Regions from separate parts of the Mus musculus genome. Here region 1 is linked to region 2. Evidence: chromatin contacts called from public Hi-C data. All regions are on one chromosome and are shown on one strand. The core of a region is the stretch at or near the end of the contact, and the rest is flanking DNA. Distances in the headings are between cores, read along the strand shown. Region 1 overlaps Dapk1 (death associated protein kinase 1). Region 2 overlaps Dapk1 (death associated protein kinase 1).

What was found. A called contact is a pair of places that touch in the nucleus more often than the background predicts.
Region 1: a Hi-C map of liver shows a contact between it and region 2, with 6 times the contacts expected there. The contact joins two enhancer-like sites. A contact is called at or near these places in 28 of 484 Hi-C or Micro-C datasets (the Ba/F3 cell line, LSK cells, bone marrow-derived macrophages and 21 more) and 7 of 115 datasets of contacts at active chromatin or transcription factors (the HPC-7 cell line, bone marrow-derived dendritic cells, differentiating embryonic stem cells and 4 more).

The regions. Positions count from the first base shown.
Region 1 is chr13:60,733,453-60,739,717 of GRCm38.p6, reverse strand. Dapk1 (death associated protein kinase 1) reads right to left here. Exons shown (of 26, transcript NM_029653.3): 18 at 3,376-3,474. Among named protein-coding and RNA genes, the nearest start is that of BC051665, 50 kb to the left of the region's middle. Within about 2 kb of position 3,192, at least 48 of the 459 cell types and tissues checked have an H3K27ac peak or open chromatin away from gene starts, as enhancers often do. A contact at or near this core is called in double positive thymocytes and liver, where this site is marked.
Region 2 is chr13:60,664,795-60,671,506 of GRCm38.p6, reverse strand. The region is part of intron 2 of Dapk1 (death associated protein kinase 1); the gene reads right to left. Among named protein-coding and RNA genes, the nearest start is that of Gm35540, 18 kb to the left of the region's middle. Within about 2 kb of position 3,251, at least 12 of the 459 cell types and tissues checked have an H3K27ac peak or open chromatin away from gene starts, as enhancers often do. A contact at or near this core is called in double positive thymocytes and liver, where this site is marked.

The DNA.
Region 1 (6,265 bases), core at 1,943-4,442, 68 kb before region 2:
CCTCGCTCTACACCGTGGCTGGTAACTACTGTACCTTCCAAAGGACGCTTAGTCTAGCACAGGTTGATTTAAGGTGGCTGAAAAAACACAAAGCAGAGACCTAAGGGCCCACAGCACTGTGACATTTACTGTTTGATTAGAGACTTTTCATGGAGCTGTGGTTTCATATGAAGGGACCTACTCTTATGTCTATACCATGAACATGCACATCTCCTGAGAACGTTCCGGTCCAAGCCTGATCAAGTTCGCAGCGGATCACATGAACTGCATGATATCACAGTCCCTTGTGGGGACAGGAGCTGTGGCTATGTCCCCTCTACACTAAGGGAGATAGATACCACTGTTCAGCTAAAGTATTATACAGCCCTAAAATTCAATCTTCAAAAAAAATGAAGACACCTTTTTAAGAGAAGAAAAAAAGTCTATGGTCTCATTATCTGCATTTGTAATAAGTCATCCCATGAAGAGTTGGGACATCTTGTCTACCTGCCAACCTCCCAGTTCCTCCACTCAAGTTGCTCTTGAGATACATATGGGGCCTCTCTGGACCAGCAAATCTTAATCTTGGCCCTGCTGGACTATGTCATTCTCTGCTGTGGAAAGCCATTATCAGCCTTATACAATGTGAATAACACCTCTGTGGTCTACCAAGGCACTGGTGATATTCCTCAACCTCCAGCTTAAAAATCAACCACGTCTCCAGATAAGTCCACGTGTCTTCTGGGGACAAAATTGCCAAGCTGTGAATGAATGCTCTCTCCAGGCTGAAACTCTGGCTCAGGTGTGTGTTCCACCCCATTCTTATTATGTATCCTAAAGTCCTGAGATGGATCCAACAGGCAAGCTAGAACTTCTCCTTTGCTCTGGACCGAACTGAGTTCCTTACTAGACACTGTACCTCCAACTAAGAGTTCCCATCAAACCGTCTCATGGCTTCATGGGGTGCCTTTAAGGCATTGAGGAAGAGGTGCAGAATAAAAAAAGCAGCTCCTAAAAGGTGACTAGAGTCTCTGCAGAGTTGGTGGTAGAGGAGAAGCCAGGAGCGCTCAGAATATAAAGGTGACACTAGGGGGTGCTGTGGTGCCACATGCTATCTGTACAGTCATCTCAGAAGCCAGAAAAAAGTTACGGCTCTGGCTGGCTGTCCCACAGGGCAGCATCCGCAGGGACGGGTCTGAAATGTGATTCTGAAAAGACGGCTGTCAGTACAGAACGTACAAGGCACTAAAAACTCCGTACCGATAAGAGAATATGAGAAATATTAATATTCTCAAATTCCTCCTGTTGAAATGAGATTTCACACGCATTGCTGAAAGCCGTTTCGTCTGCTGCTTCTTTAATGCGACTGCTAGAAAATTCAGAAGGACAGACATGCTTTGGCCTTTGTCTCTAAGTGATGTCCCCGGTCCACGGTTATCCCACTCCTCACAAAAAGTCATCACTGCTGAAAGAGGAGGATGCTTGCTTCCCCTGCTAGGAGGCCAGATGCCTACCAGGCTTGCTTACTGATGGGAGCCTCTCAGTTCTGCTTCTAGCATGATCCCTGTAATCTGTACAAGAGTGGGTGGTCACCAAGCTCAGGCCTCCTAACCTAATGCTTTTCACGAGCCACGCCCACTTCCTGACTACTCAGCTGCCAGACTGCACGAGCCACGCCCATTTCCTGACTGCTCAGCTGAGGCAGCAGAGAAGTCAGCTTCACCCACCTCCCAGTCCCCACCCTTATCTGACATCACTCTTGCTCCACCCCCTGCCTACTGATGGTCAAGACTCTTTGATCAGTGCCCCTCTCTCATTTTCTAGAAGTTTCTCTGTGTGGGGCATCTATCTGAGTAAATGACAAGGCTAAGCACAGACAGGAAACACTCATGAGTCTCTCTAGAAGCTGAAAGAGGTGGGAGACGGGAAGGCAGTATAAGCAGGGTGTGGCGGGAGCAGAGAAGACAGCCACTGCGGGAAAGAGTGGGGGGTGGGGGTGGGAGGGGCATGGGCTCACAGAGCAACACAAAGGGACCAGAGACTGCACACACATCTGGATCCAACAGCTGATAGCATCTTCAGAGTCACCCTGGTTTTTATTTTCCCACAAGGCATCATCTGATATATATACACACATATTATACAATAGATATATAATATATAATAAATATAAAAATGCATGTGATGTGTTACTGCAGGATAGCTAACCTGTGGGTAAAGGTTAATGAAGGCACCTCAGGCCTAAAATGTCCTGTGTGGCAGGGGTAAATAAGCATCCTGAGAAATGTGTGCATTCCCTGCACACACTGCTCATATCTGTGCCTGCAGAGACCAGTACTGCACAGAACAGGCCCGTTACATCTTGAGAGTTAACGGTACTGCAAAGACCTACACACAGACAGGGACACACACACACACACACACACACTCTGGAGGACCATGCCAGGCATCTGGGCCTCAGCAGCATGGATAGCCAAAGACAATGCTATATAAATGGATGAGCATAGCTGTGCCTCAGCGAAATTTCATTTACCAAAACAAATGGCAGGCTAGATGGAGCTCTAAGGGCCAGCTCGGTTAAGACTTTGAAGATCTCCAAGAACCTCAGAGCCTTAGGTAAGGTGCAACATCAAACACCATGTGCTCTCCTTCAAGACTGTCGATAAAGTTCAGATCTTCGAATGTCAAGACCACACACACACACAAGTAATTAACCCACCTTAGGCCCAGCAACATATCAAGCAATAGTTCATGGCTACAACTGAACTGCCACTTCACCTTGTTGGCCAAACTCTTATCTATGGTGTTTATTTTATGAAATATGAAGCAAACGGTTTCTTCTGAGGAGTGGGGGAAGGGGGAAGGGCAGCGCTAAGCCTGAAATGAGAAGCCAGAGGAATGGACTATGTCTTACTTAGAAATAATTTTCAATCCCAGCAGCAAAGGCGGACTCTAAACAGTAGACACCAGCCCTTTGCCTCCAGGCTGTTCATGACCCCCCAAGACCACACAGGGGATCCAGCTCCTCCCACAGGGCACTGGGCCTCTTGTACCCTGGGGCCAACGGGAAGCACTTATGAAAGAGAAATCCATACGTGGAATAGAAAGCTAAGAGGCACTGTTGTGTAACACGGTAAACAAAAGGCCAGTGTGAACCAGCGGGTCGCTGGCGGAGCGGGGCTGGCGAGATGAGAAAGGATGAAACATTAACTAGATATTAAACTAGGTCTGTGTGGGCAAATGTTTATGTAACTGCAGTAGAGGGTTAGAGCTTAATAGCAGCCTGTCTGCTTTAGAATGCAGTTGCCAGGCAATACCTTTCTCCCTGTGCCCTTGAGGCACAAGAAGTTTCCATGGCTCTCTGAGGCCAGACACCTGCCCCTGCCTGGTACTCACCGAGGTTAGAGCCTCCACATTGGCGCCCATCAAACAGAGGTAGCGGACCACATCTAGGATCCCGTTGTTGGCTGCAAGGTGGAGAGGAGTCCGACCATACTGGAAAGAGAAAAAAAATACCACAAGCATTCTCATGGCTGCTATCTGTGAAAGCTGGTAGTTCACAGCCATCGTTGGGGAGAAACGGTATTACATAAGGGGACTGGGACCAACAGAACTAAACAAGAGGTTCTAGCTCCCACTGAGGCAGGTCTGCCAGATAGTTTTTCAAGTACTTTGAAGTTGAAAGTCTAGCTCCAAATTCACCTTCAAAGGATGAATGAGAAGGTTAGCCACAGGATAACCAAGTTTCCCGCTGGGCTGGCAGAGAGCGAGGCAAGAGTGTGAGCGCCCAGACACCCATGTGTATCTGCACCACACCGTTCATATTCATGCACCAGGGAGAGAGAAGGAAGGGAGCTGCCAAGGGCACTCTTAGGAGGCCGTGAAGCTTCGAGGTCATGCCTATTATGGTTCGTAGGCATATGGTTCTCAAACTGTGCGCCATACACCTTGGGGTACTGCAGTGAACCCCCAGGAATAGTGATAGCTATCTTGAGGTTTAAACAGTGTGTGGTGAATATCTCCTCCAAGCATCTCACAGCCAGGACATTAGACTGTCGGGTCTCCTCGCATTGGCACCCTGTCTTTGCAGGTTTGCCCTTAGAAGTTAGCAGCCGCCACACCAAGAAGCAATGGTCTTGAAAATAGGGTCCTGAGAGTTGGCTCCATAGTTAAGTGAACCAGCTGCTCTTCTAGAGAACCCAGCACTCCCACAGTGATTCCCAACCATCCATCTGTCACTCCAGGTTCAGAGGATCCAACACCCTGTCCGACTCCAGTCGGCACCAGGCACACTCGCGGTGCAGTCATCCATGCAGACAAAATATCCACACACATAAAGTAATTACTTTTTGACGTTTAGGCTTAAAAATAATCCTGTGGAACAGGAGAGGGAGGGAGGCACCCAATCTATAGTCACGAAAGCTATGCAAGATTCAGCTACCGCACACACCCTTGTGGCTGTAGTCATGTAAGGATGAAGGGAGGACAGGAGACTCCTCTTCTCGGTTGTTTTCTATTTCTCAAAGGTTGCTAAGTCTGGGATCTAGGATGTTCTGTAAATACAACAGTGAAATAGCAAACTCATTGGCTCTGAAGGAGCCATGAATAGAAATCACGGAGCCAGTACAGGGGGTGTCGGAGTCAGTGCTTGGCAATCCCTGCTTGCAGAGCATTTATTGTTTGCATGGGTCAACACATCATCGTTTTAAGCGTTTAGGATAGGAGTGTGTTAGAAAATTAAATCCTCAACATCGCTTATTGAGATTTTCTCTATTAACACGCTGGAGCGTTTCCCTCCTGGCTCTATGAACCTTCAGTAAGAGACAGATCACTGGAAGGGCTGAGACACAATCACATGCTGCATTATGTTATTAGCTTACAGTTAGTGGTGGTTTTGTAAAGATGTATTTTATTTATTATATGTAAGTACACTGTAGCTGTCTTCAGACACCCCAGAAGGGGGCGTCAGATCTCATTATGGATGGTTGTGAGCCACTATGTAGTTGCTTGAATTTGAACTCAGGACCTTCGGAAGAGCAGTCAGTGCTCTTAACTGCTGAGCCATCTCTCCAGCCCTAGTGGTGATTGGTTATCTGTAATGACATCTGTGACACACTATTGAAAGCCCGAATGCTATTCAACTCACAGAGACTCTGCAGCCAGCCTGCAGGGAACAGAAATGGAGGGAGTGTTACAATCCATTCCAGGTGTAGCACCTGGCTATCACATAACTCAAATTCCTTAGTGTTACACCCCAGGCCTTTCGTATCTGGACCTGAGGTCTCCTTCCAGCATTTTCCCCCTTCTCCCATCACCTCTGTGCTCAGGACCTGCAGTCCTGTGCTGTATTTTCACCACCAAATTTAGGAGCTACGCGTGCAGGCTCTGTCTGAAGTCACCTCTCCTGACCTCTCTATCTAGCAGAGTGCTAACTGCTCTGTCACCTCTGTGAAGCTGGCGGATTCTTTCCCCTGTTTCCACAGCACTTCCTGCCTGTCCCGCGCCTGCCCCAGCAAGGGATGGTGACAAGTGAATTTGCTACTTTGTGTTGTGTGCCTGGTTTTCTAAAGGCACACAAGAAGGAAGAAACACCCATGGCCAAATCCTCACCTCCTCAAATGCCTGGGCTGTGCAGTAAGACATTGATCACAGCTGATGCCCAAGGCTCATTCCAGAGGTGTGTGTGTGTGTGTCATGTGTGTGTCGTGTGTGAGTGTGTTTGTGTGTGTGTGTGTGTGTGTGTGTGTGTGTGTATGTGTGCGCACGTGCGCGCACGCGAGAGTGCACGCACAAACTTAACTATCTGTGGGATAAGGGTGGCCTATGAGGTTCGACCTTAGTGATACATGGTGTTGTCCCTTTCTTTCTCTCAATGTTTGCTTGCTATCTCAGCTGAGTTAAAAAAGAACCCGCCCCAGTCTTCAAACAAAGCATAAAGAAATGTCTCCATAAATTGACAAGTCCTTGCCCTCTTAGACTAAGAAGAGCAGGATTTGAATGGTCATCTTTCTCTCTGGAGAAATCTAATCATCTAGAAAGACAGCATGATGGGGAGAGAGTGGCAGCCTGCCTGAGAAACATGGATGTCACTGTGCTATAGCCAATGTAACAAACGGCTCCCCAAGTGGGCCTGAGGAAAGGCAGACTGGACGGATTAGTGGGTTGGTAGTGGCTGGCACTTACTTTCCTGCACAAACTTAAACGTCTCTAGTTTCTCACTTGAAGAAAGAGAAAGAAACGGGGAGAGGGTGGAAAATGGTAAGGGGGAGGGAGGGGGCAGAGGGAT
Region 2 (6,712 bases), core at 2,002-4,501:
CGAGAATTCCAGATGGTCCCAAATCTCAAAATAAAATGGAACACCGAACCACAGCTGTCTGATGCTGGAAGCTGAACGCGGCTCCTCAAAAGGAGTAGCAGGAAGATTAAGCTGCTGCCTGCGGAGCTCTGTAGTCACATCCTCAGAGAAGGAGCTGGGGGAATGAGGGCTCAAAGCCTGTGGGCTCAAACTGACCTGTGGACTGTTAGACAAGGTGACAGTTTGGGTCTGGGCTTTGGTTTTTAAGACAACAGTGTCTGGCAAAGGACACGACCCTGTGGCCTCTCTCACCCTGGGCGTGAGAACACACTGGCAGACACTTGTGGAAACAACATAAACTCTTTTCCTTCCAGAGCCTTTAAAGTGTAACTTCTGGCTCAGGGAATCAGCTTCTAGGAATCTATCTTAAGGAGCTAAGCAGGGGCACTGAGATCTTTTCACAAGAATGGTGTGATCAGGGCCAAGGGCTGATCTGATCACAAGAGACCCACACAGAGTGACCTGACGCCAGCTTCCAAACCAAAACCGTCGCTGTATAATTTCTGATCGGAAAAAAAGACATGCGGCTGTATAGATATGACTTTTGTATTTTCCACAAGGCAGACGACTGGCAGCTAATACAGCAAACGCCAGCCTGGAATGTGCTCTGTGGGGGTCAGAGGTCAGATGCCTACTTCCTCTTTCCTACTCCCTCTTGCCATGCTTCCTATTTTTTTAAACTGTTGCCATGCTGTAGGTTACAGGAAATGAAGTGATGAGGTGCCACGTCCCCGTGCCTGTGGGGAACTCCTCAGCTGATCCTGTTATCTCCCCAGAGTTCCTGTTACTGAAGAATTCTTCCCTCAGTTCCCATCTCTGCGCCAGAGGGTAAATGAAGGAGAGAAAGTGGAAGGAGAAAGGGAAGAGAGAAAGCAGAAATTCTTAAAGTGAAACCAGTCTTTGTGGGGGAGGGGGAACATACATGTGGCAGCCAGAGGTCAACCCTGAATGGCTTTCTCCAGCTGCCGTTTTCCTTGTTTTTTTGTTGTTGTTGTTGTTTTGTTTTTTTTTTTTTTTTTTTTTTTTTGAGGCAGGCTCTTCCATTGGACTGGAATCTGTACATTAGGTGAGATGGGCTGGCCAGCAGACCCAAGGATTCACCTGTCTCCTATGCCAAGGCTCTGGTATTATAAACACAAGCAACATGCCTGAATAGGTCCTCAGGGTTTGCACAGCAAGCACTCTACCTGCTGAGCTATCCTACCTCCCCAGCTCCACAGAGCAGAGTCTTACTTAAAGTCTCAGCCTGAGCTGAAGTCCAGAATCACTGAGTCAGAAGGGGGGCAGGGGGTCCACAAGGAAATATGAGATCCAATGAGGTCTGAGGTTGGTGCCAGCTCTCAGATGCTAATACTGCACATTCAGGTCCTCTGCACATCTGGTTAAAGCACCAATGGCTGGGCCTCCATCTACATGTCTGAGACAGGTCCTGAGAGTCGGTGCTGCCATCAAGTGCTGAGGATGACACACATGCAGAGTCATACATACACAATTCCTCAGGGCTGCCTCTTTGGCCACGAGTTCCACACAAGATTGATATACAAATCCAACTGCTACGTTCTATCATTTCATTCCGGAACTCCTAGACATCAACTGGAATGACAACTCACACACACACATGCACATATATGCACATACATACACATACACACAGACACACACATGCATGCATACATAAAGACACACACACATGCACACACACACACACACACGCATGCACATACATGTACACACATACACACTCATACACACATGCACATACATGTACACACATATACATACACACATATGCACACACACATAAAGACACACACATACACACACATGTACACATAGACACACACACGTACTCACACACCAAGACATCCACAGACACACACATGCATGTACAAATGAAATGTGTGTCACTGAGACCATGCAGGCTGGATCTGTCCCACACAGACCCTGAAGCACAGGCCAGTTCTCCCAATAGCACATGGGAGGCACCTCTGTTTGTACCTCAAGAAACTAAAACCTGGGATATCGAGGAACATGGTGACTTGTCAAGATTGCAGCTATTGAGAGATGGCGCCCGAGAAGTTACCAGGCTTGTCACTATACCCAAGTGGAATTCATGTAGTCAGGCTTACCCGGCAAGCACTTTGACTAGCTGAGCCATCTCCAGACCTTTAATTCTTATTAGTAACAATACATTCAGTACAGGTAGACACTTGCTCTCAGCCCGCCTTTAACACAAATTTTAATGTAGATTCATAGATTCTGCCTGTGTGTTTGTTGGGGAACGGGTGGGTGTATGAAGAATGGGCCCATCAAAACCCAATGAAGTTTGGAACATGCAGAATGCTAATGGTGAGACTGCACTAAAAACGGGACACCCAATTACTGAGCACAGCTGCGTCAAGAGAAAGCAAAACGCTGAATGACCAAAAACACTCCTAAGACCTGTGAGATGTGGCCGCTTTGGATTCAAGACTTAAGGTATTCTAGACCTCCCTCAGGGGGCAAGGCTGGGTCTGTCCTGTTCCCACTGGTACACTGGATCTAGGCTTCTGCTATGCCCTGAACTGTTGTGCATGCTAGACAACTTCTCAATGCCGGGTCGGGTTGTTCTGTTATGAGTTTGGCACCATCAGGTTGGAAGAAAATTATTTTTATTCCTCTCAGGGTACACTGTCTTCTAAAGTGAAAATATCGTGTTTGCTGTTAGGCCAGAGAGAAGGCATGAGGAGATGGAGAAGAGGAGGGAGTGGGGGGAAGATGAGAGAGAGGGAGGGAGGGGAAGGGAAGGGAGAGGAGGAAGACAAGGGGGAGGGGGGAGGAGAAGAAAGAGGGGGTGGGTGGAGTGTTAATTGCCAGAGCACTTATGAATATGCACCTTCACAGACACCCTAAGTGTTTCCTAGGCAGTATATGAAGCAATTTAGAGAGGGGACTCTAAAAATGTATCTGAGTCTTAATGCTGAGATGGTAGTGACACTTGGCCTCAATTCCTGCGGCTATCAGGAAGCTGCTTCGGGACTGTCTGGGCCAAATGCAACCATTACCTCCACATTAAGGGCCAGTAAGGTTTGAATGTCCTGAAGATCCTAGTGAGGCAGAAGTAAGTGTTCACCCCGCATCTGATCTCTTTTACTTTGCCCACAGTCACTGACCTACCGTTCATTGCTTGCTGGGGTGAGCGCTACATTTCGCCACCTACCTTGTGCCCATGTGACTATTTTCTGGACAACAGGATTAAGCAGGAACCTCTACTGGAAAGAGCCCAGAGTATGACTCCCGCAGGGATGGTTCAGGAAATCAACAGCCATACTGACAATAACATCAAAGTCCTATGCTTAGGTGGCAGAATGTCACAGGAAGTGCCCGAGTCCTTGACTTCCCACAGCTGCCACTGTGGACTCCTACCTGACAGATGGATAAACTCTGGTTTTATGTAATCCACTGTCACTCTGCACTGTCCCTGACAAGCAACTCAAAGCAAGCCACCAAGCTTCTGGGAATGAAAACATCTCTAAGGACACCTTCAAAGCCTCATTCACATGGTCTACAAGTCAGTCAGGGTTAGAACCAGAGAGCTTGGGACACAAAGGAACCCTAGCACTTTCCATCGCTTCTTACATTTCTGGACACAGACCTAAAGTGGCGAGTGCAATTGGAATCATCTCCTCCAGCTAGATGTCTGAGCCTTCCAGCAGTGCAGCTCCAGGTGTGCTGTCCACCTCCGAACACACACTGGCCTTTCAGAGTCACACAGCCCACCCACCCCAGACCAGACCCTTCCATCTCCTCATCACCTCCTAGGTTGTATAAGCAAATGACTCTGTGGAAAGCACACCTCCCTGAAACTACCATTTGCATCATGATGAGGCAGAGTGCCAGTTCTAGGCCACCAACAAGTATGCTGAGATGGATGAGCACAGTTGCCTGGCTTTGGTCAGACCACAGATGCTTGGAGAGCTGGTTTTGCTCAGTGGTCTAAAAGCAAGGCTGTTGGCATAATGTTATTGTGCCCTGTGTGACGACTATCCGTGTATCATTCAAATACTGATTTCGGGGCCCTCATATCTTGTTGCAATTCCGACATGGCATTGTAGTGCTTCTTCTAAGAATCTCCTGTCTCAGCGTTGTGTAAACACTGCTCCCCAATTAGCTCTGGTGGGTGGATAAAAAGCTGATCAGCCAATCACTGGGCAGAGGAGATGACAGGGCTGGACTTCCAGTCCCCGCCAGGGCAGGGGTAGTGGAAGAAGAAGGAGAGGTTTCTCCAGGTGGTGAGGGACCAGGAGTCACCATGAGAACACAAATGGAGCAGGCAGAGAGAGCCAAATCAATATTAAAATCCTAAAATCAATACTAAAATACTAAAAGTATATTGGGAATTTGGGCTGGAAAGTAGCTAGATTAGTTTAGAGGGTTAGAATAGATTAATATCTGCTCAGTTATTGTGCCTTAAGGCTTGTTGAATAAATCTAATAGCCTCTGTCTTGATTATCTAGAAGCTAGACAGATTAGAGCAAAAAAAAAAAAAAAAAACTATCACTCTTAAATTTGCACTAACACAAGGCCTGTGTCCTCAGAAACTAAATCCCAGAGTTCAGAGGGGAGATAACTTGTAGAGTTTCTACCAGGCCTAGCTATCTCCAACACAGAAGCCTGCTGCTACCCAGTGCATTCTAGAGACAGCAGCACCAGCACCAGAAATGCAAGACCTCAGTCTAAGCCAGACCTGAAGAACTGGATTCTGCATTGCCTGGAACCTCACAGACTCACTCACAGGCACACTAACATCCTAGAAATGCAGAGTCCCACTCTGCCACTGCCGGGAAGCCTATCTCTCTGCATGCTTAGCAGCTTCCTTTAAAATAAAACCATTTATTATGAGCTGGAGAGGTAGTTAAGAGCGCTAGCTGCTCTGCTCTTCCAGAGGTTCTGAGTTCAATTCCCAGAAAACACATGCTAGCTTACAGCCACCTATAATGGGATCTGGTGCCTCTTCTGGCATGCAGGATACCTGCAGACATAGCACCCATATACATAAATGAGTAAACTTTTGCAGGCCATGGTAGCACGTGCCTTTAATCCCAGCACAGGCAGGCAGATCTTTGCAACCTGGTTTACAAAGTAAGTTCCAGGACAACCAGAGCTCCACAGAGAAACCCTGTCTCAATAAACCAAAACCAAACCAAACAAACAACAAAACACAACAGCCAAAAAAAAAAAAAAAAAAAAAAACCCTAAAAACAAAAACTACACATTGTGAATCTTAAAGTGACAGTCAGCATGTGTACACACTCATGTGTAAGGTCAATGAATGACAGTTGTGTTTACATAATACGAATATCATTAGTTGCTACATTCACTGGGGCAGGAGAGCCAATGGGGAAGAGAGAAGCTAAACTCTGCCCCACTCCCCCTGACGAATGAGAACCCTGGAAATCTTCTTGGTCACGATTGACATCCTGAAAGGCACAAGAAAAATGGGAATTCCCAAATGAAAATGATGAGAATTGGGGTCCTCTTTGAAGGAGTTCACAAATAGCTGGGTAGCTCTCAGAGAAGAAACATCTCATCTATACCTCCAGGTCCAGCAGTGGCATCTGGCAACCTCGGAGAGACAAAAGATAAAGGTGGTAGATGTCCGATGAAACACTGGGGGGCTCCATGTTCTGGCCTGAGTGACCACACACTCCCTGCTGATGGCTATACTTGCGAACAGTGTGAGGCTTTCAAATTGACTTCACCCAAACTGAAGCGCTGGCGGGCAGATGAGCAGCCTCACCACACAACCCTCAATTTGTGTCTCCGGAGCTTCCACAAAGAGGCAGATTGGACAACAGGAAAAAGCCCAATTGCACTTTGAACCTCCTTCTGTCTAATGTCTGACTGCATGTGTGGTGGGGGTGGGGTGGAGACAAGTTTAAGGACTAGATTCTGTGTATCTTCAGAGTTGGTCCTCACAACACCAGATCTAAATTATTTTTTTAAAGATTTATTTATTTATCTTATTTATGAGTACACTGTAGCTCTCAGACACACCAGAAGAGGGCATTGGATCCCATTACAGATGGTTGTGAGCCACCATGTGGTTGCTAGGAATTGAACTCAGGACCTCTGGAAATGCAGCCAGTGCTCTTAGCCATTTTGCCAGCCCAGATCTAAATTATTTATTTGTGCTTCTTTTTGCAATACTGGGATTGAACTCAGGACCAGACTCCCCACATGCTAGACAAATGCTCTCACACCAGCACACACGCCCACATGCACACACGCACGCAACACTTTAAGTTCTAGAATACACCATGCCATGGATCAGAATTTCACAAGCAAATACCAGCAACAGTTGAGATGTTTGCGCTGGTGTTCCCAGCCACTGATTTTGCAGAAAGAAAAGTCTTAAGTTGCCCCATCTTGACCCAAGTAGCGGCTTTTGTTCTCAGGGTACAATTAAGTCACTGTTGGCTTTGGATGCGTGTGTACCGAAGGCACAATGCCTTCTATTCTGGGGCCTACAGAAAACAGGCATTGGCATGAGGTGTTGCGTCTTCCTTCATGTGCCGGACAGTCCAACCTGAAATTCAAGTGCTAAACTTTCAACGGCAAACAGAAGGCTCGTGTTCCAGTGTGCTTCACTGAAACTAAGAGGAACCCTGGGAGTGTTCTCTTACCTATTCTT